Regions from separate parts of the Macaca mulatta genome. Here region 2 is linked to region 1. The links are chromatin contacts, called in public Hi-C maps. All regions are on one chromosome and are shown on one strand. The core of a region is the stretch at or near the end of the contact, and the rest is flanking DNA. Distances in the headings are between cores, read along the strand shown.

The links. A called contact is a pair of places that touch in the nucleus more often than the background predicts.
Region 2: a contact with region 1 is called in a Hi-C map of liver, with 2.9 times the contacts expected there. The contact joins the promoter of AKAP10 here to the promoter of ULK2 in region 1. A contact is called at or near these places in 2 of 14 Hi-C or Micro-C datasets (cortical neurons and liver).

The regions. Positions count from the first base shown.
Region 1 is chr16:21,076,714-21,079,464 of T2T-MMU8v2.0, reverse strand. ULK2 (unc-51 like autophagy activating kinase 2) reads left to right here and starts at 1,476. Exons shown (of 28, transcript XM_015118807.3): 1 at 1,476-2,087. The coding sequence starts at 1,998.
Region 2 is chr16:21,191,459-21,194,367 of T2T-MMU8v2.0, reverse strand. It overlaps AKAP10 (A-kinase anchoring protein 10), which reads left to right and starts at 1,501. Exons shown (of 15, transcript XM_077970530.1): 1 at 1,501-1,718.

The DNA.
Region 1 (2,751 bases), core at 227-2,726:
ACCGCACTCCAGCCTTGGTGACAGAGTGAGATTCTGTCTCAAAAAAAAAAAAAAAAAAAAAAAAGCCGGGCGCGGTGGCTCACGCCTGTAATCCCAGCACTTTGGGAGGCCGAGGCGGGCGGATCACAAGGTCAGGAGATCGAGACCACGGTGAAACCCCGTCTCTACTAAAAATACAAAAAATTAGCCGGGCGCGGTTGTGGGCGCCTGTAGTCCCAGCTACTCGGGAGGCTGAGGCAGGAGAATGGCGTGAACCCGGGAGGCGGAGCTTGCAGTGAGCCGAGATCGCGCCACTGCACTCCAGCCTGGGCTGGGCGACAGAGCGAGACTCCGTCTCAAAAAAAAAAAAAAAAAAAAAAAAAAAAAAAAAGTACAGAAAAGGCTAGACTGTAGAGAATCTTTCAGTGAGGTAAGGAATCATTTCCATCCATTGTTGGGTGTACGTGCAATCTTGCTTAAGTTGCTGTCAACTTTTGAAGGCTCCAGATTTTCAGTGTCTAACACAACCACCTGGGCCAGATGTAAGTAAGGACAGGATGACGTAAGGGTGCACAGTAGCAGAAGCAGAAACCCAAGGCCCTAGGTTTTGAGCGTGTGAGGAAGGAGGGTTCTCTCAGCTGACTCTGTCACGGTTCAGAGATCAGCTTGCAGGGACAGACCCTGAAAGCACAAACCCTAAACAATGGAACACACACTCAAGTGTGGGGCCTGCGTTTTCTCATCGTTTCAAGCATATTGTTTAGTCAATGGTTTCATAAGGTACTTCCTTGCGGGAAACCTGACAGTCTGTTCCTTGTCACTTGAACAACTTTAACAATCAGGTAGAAAAGAAAGCTCCCTTCGGCCATTTGAAGTAAGCCCGAGGTCAAACTAGCCTGACACTGGGAGCCCCCAGGAGAGCCTTGAAAACGTGTGCGATCCTGAGTCGGTATGCAGAGGCGATTCTCTGCGAAGAGGACCCTGAGCTTGACCAGCTTCTCGCAGAGTCAAGGGACCACCAAAAGGTGCAGAATTCCGCCTGTCACCGTCCCTCTAGGGATCCGGAAAGAGTAAACCCCGAGAGGCGTCCGAAGGCCGGCAGCTTGGCAGCATTAACTCCGGTTTTCGAGGGCGCGGGCAAAGCCTGGAGTAGCAGTCGCTCCTTTGCTCTGGCAGGAATTTGGCGGTCTACCCTGCAGAGATTCTCCCGTCCTGCCTGCAGCTGGGGTTCAAGACTCGCTTCTCTGAAGTCCGCCTCCCAGCGGCCTGGAGCCCGGGGCGTGGTCGGCTGGAATCTGCTCCCCAGGCCCAGAACAGAGCCTGCAGCCCGTAACCCGCTGTGGCCGCAGCGGGTCGCGCCCGCCGTCCCCGCCTCAGGAGCAGCTGAGGATCTCCCCAGCTGCGGGCGCCCCGCCCGGGCCGCACTCCTTTCCCCGGCGGAGGGAGCGGGCTGGCGCTGCGGCCTTCAAGGCGCGCGGACGTCGCGGAGGGCAGCCAGTCGCGCGGGAGCGGGTAGCGCGCGTGAGGGCGTTGGGCGCCGCCGCGAGGCTGGGAAGCGCGGGTCCGCGGCGGTGCGGGTTCTAGGGCGGCGGCTGCCGCCGCCGCAGCAGCGCCCCGGGCGGGGAGGGCCGAGGAGGCCGGACGAGCTGGGGATGGAGAGTACCAGGCCCCTCACTGCCTCAGAGCGCGTGTGCGGCTCCGGGCGCGCACAGTGACGGTGACAGCGACCCTGGCCCGGCAGCGCCGAGGCCGCTTCGCCAGACAGCCCGCGACCGGCGGCAGGCCGGGCCATGAGGAGCGGCCGGGGCCGGGCCGGGCCTCGCTGACCCCGGCTCCGCGCGGCGGCCTCCCCCGTTTCCGCTCCGGCCTCTCGGCATGAGAGTCAGCCCGGGCCCGGGGCTGCGGCTGCCCCAGACTCGCCGCCAGCTGGCGCGCTCCGGGGCCGCAGACCCGCGGTGCTGATACCTGCGCCGCGCTACGCCGCCAGCCCGCCCACTGTGTGCCCCGGGGGCGCGGCCATGGAGGTGGTGGGCGACTTCGAGTACAGCAAGAGGGATCTCGTGGGACACGGGGCCTTCGCCGTGGTCTTCCGGGGGCGGCACCGCCAGGTGAGCGCCGGCCGGGGCGAGGCCGGGCCCCGGGCGGCAGGCACGGGGCTAGGTGGTTCTGAAACTTGGCGCAGCCGCGGGCCGAGCCCCCCGCCACGGCTAGCCGCCTGGGGATGCTATTGTGCGCGCAGCCCGTCTCGCGGTTTGTTTTGGTCCTTTGAGGGTTGTTGTGAGGCCCAAGCCTCTGGCAGCGCTCCGCCTACCGACCGGCTGCTGCTGACCCTCCTGTGTGCCCGGGACCCACCCCGCGGGCCGATCGCAGGAGCCTTTGCACCCAGGTTGCCCTCGACCCAAAATAGACGGTACTGCCCCGTGCAGACTCGAGGCTTGGGCGTGAATGGACCTTTGGTTTTTTCCCCCGTGCCCAGGGCTGGTCACCTTTGAGGTTGATAATTACAGACCCAGCGGAAAATGGGCGATGTCCCATTAGCCTCAGGCTTTCTCAGCCTGGGAGGTGTCACCTTTCTCAGCACTGGTCCCCTGCACCCCGAAGAGCCCCGGCACCGTTTTCTTCCCCGGAGTCAGATAGATGAGCTCCGGGTGAGAAAGGTGATTGGACAATTCATTTTCAATCACAATGAACATGAAATCATGTTTAAGCCTTACATTTTTTTTTTTTTTTTTAGCCTTTGCTATTTCGCAAGTACAGTTACACGAGGTTTTA
Region 2 (2,909 bases), core at 252-2,751, 110 kb before region 1:
GCCAGAAATGAAATAAGCAAATCTTTTAACCTGCTCTAATAATATAGTGAAAAGACCATATTAGAGCAGGTTAAGGGATTTGCCTTTTTCGGGTTCTAGTTATAGTCTTTTTTTTTTTTTTTGAGACGGAGTCTCGCTCTGTCACCCAGGCTGGAGTGCAGTGGCCGGATCTCAGCTCACTGCAAGCTCCGCCTCCCGGGTTTACGCCATTCTCCTGCCTCAGCCTCCTGAGTAGCTGGGACTACAGGCACCCACCACCTGGCCCAGCTAGTTCTTTGTATTTTTTTTAGTAGAGATGGGGTTTCACCGTGTTAGCCAGGATGGTCTTGATCTCCTGACCTCGTGATCTGCCCATCTCGGCCTCCCAAAGTGCTGGGATTACAGGCTTGAGCCACCGCACCCGGCCTCTAGTTATAGTCTTAAACTTGGACATTCTTGTAGAATATAAAGTTTCCTCTTCAAAGTTCCCCTTCTTGTTAAAGACTACATCATAAGTGTAATAAGTAATAGTTTCTCTTAAAGACTTTCTTCAAACCTCCTTGCTTTGTGCTAATAACTCTTTGTTAAGCCCTATCCTATGTAACTGTTGGACATGCTCATAGGCACATTCCAGCTCACAGCCTATCCCCCTTCCTTATTTGGAAATGTTATTGCTTCCTTAAACCTTTCGGTAAGCAACTTCCTTTCTTTCTTCGTTCTTCGTTGCACTTACCTATTTAGGAAAGTTTTACGCTATTAGCAAACAGGGTATCAGTTTAAGAGTGTGAGGTCCCGCTCCAGCCAATGGATGCAGGACACAGCAGTGAGGACAACCCAAATGTGTAAGGGATAAATATGTCTGCTTTTCCGTTGTTCAGGTGTGCTCTCGACATTGTCCCATCTGCCATTGACCACACTTTCTGCAGAAACTAACGATTGCCTTGCTGAGAAATCTTTTGTCTCCGTGCTGACTTTTCTTCACGGCACTGATTATCTATTTCTAACAATTTTGGTATTTCTAACATTCTGAACCATCTTGGGCTAGTTGTCTCTTCTGGGCCTGTTTTCCCATCCGTCACATGATAAAATTCATTGGTTAAAAAACCCCAGCGAACATTTATTGAGTTACTATTACCTTCCTGCCCTCCCCAACCCCAACCCCAGGGAGCAGTTACAACCTCAGCCGCTGAGCGCACTCGCGGGGTGTAAGAAGCACCAAAGACAGGGAGGCTTGATTCATTTTGCTTTGGGAGTAGAGGAAGGGTCAGAAGATTCACAGGAAAATGGCATTTGAGCAAGGATGATTCACTGGAGCTTGCTTTTAAATACTGGTGAGGTTTTATGTTTCAGTCCCTTACAAAGTTGAGCATTCGCAGGGATTGCACTCCGAAATAAGCCCGCTTCCCCTTTTCCTTCGCGAATGACCGAGGGAGCTGCTGGTTCCCATGCAGCAGGTTGTGCCCTTTCCTTATCAGGGTTCTGCATCGCCTCGAACCCGCAGGCCGTGGTGGGCTGCTCTCCTGGGGAAGCAGGGGCTGGGGTGCAGGGTGAAGCTGCTCGTGTCGGCCAGCGCCTGTGAGCAAACCTCAAACGGAGGAGCAGGAGAGGTCGAGCCGGAGCGTGGCAGGGTTGGCCCTGCCTTTTAGAAGGGCACAATTTGAAGGGTGCCCAGGGGCCGGAAGCCGGGGACCTAAGGCCCGCCCCGTCCCAGCTGCTGGGAAGGCTCCCGCTCCACGGAGGTTAGTTTTGCAGAGACTGGGTCTGCAGCGCTCCACCGGGGGCCGGCGGCAGACGCCACAAAACAGCTGCAGGAACGGTGGCTTGCTCCAGGCACCCAGGGCCCGGGAAACAGGCGCGGGTCGCACGCGCGGATCACGCGAGCGATGCGGGCGTGCGCCCCTGCACCCGCGGGAGGCGGTGGGGGAAAGGGGCGGGGCCGGCGCTTGACCTCCCGTGAAGCCTAGCGCGGGGAAGGACCGGAACTCCGGGCGGGCGGCTTGTTGATAATATGGCGGCTGGAGCTGCCTGGGCATCCCGAGGAGGCGGTGGGGCCCACTCCCGGAAGAAGGGTCCCTTTTCGCGCTAGTGCGGCTGGCCCTCTGGACCCGGAAGTCCGGGCCGGTTGCTGAATGAGGGGAGCCGGGCCCTCCCCGCGCCAGTCCCCCCGCACCCTCCGCCCCGACCCGGGCCCCGCCATGTCCTTCTTCCGGCGGAAAGGTAGCTGAGGGGGCGCCGGCGGGGAGTCAGGCCGGGCCTCAGGGGCGGCGGTGGGGCAGGTGGGCCTGCGAGGGCTTTCTCCAGGGCGGCAGCAAGGCCTTCAGCGAGCTTCGGCCTCGGCGCAGATGCCCCCTGAGTGCCTTGCTGTGCTCCGAGACTCTTCTGGGAGGGAGAAGGTGGTCTTCTTGCGCGAGGTCAGAGGAGAATTGTCGCGCTGGTTCAGAAGCGATTGCTAAAGCCCACAGAAGTTCCTGCTTGTTTGGTTAAGAACAGTTCTTAGGTGGTGGTTAGTTTTTTTGTGTTTCTTTGAGGACCGTGGATCAAGATCAAGGAAATCTCTTTAGAACCTTATTATGGAAGTCTGAATTTTCCAAATAGTGAGGATTTTATGTCTAAAAGCAACACGTGAAAAAATTGTTTTCTTCACCCAGTGCTGTCTTACAATTTCCTCTTGGGGGGAGGGGTAGTTACTGCTGTTACTAAAATAAAATTACTTACTGCTAAAGTTCCCCAAGAGGAAGACCACTACTTTTGATGACTTTGCAAGTTTACTAGCTACTGGAAGCCTAACTTTATAAACGAACTACTTACATTTTTGATTTTCAGTTGTATTACCTGCCCAATATTTGCGTAGAAGCAGCTTGGTTTTGATTTTGGGTAAGGTTGTTGTACTTCATTAAAAATACATATCCGAAGTGAGCAAGTGTGGATCT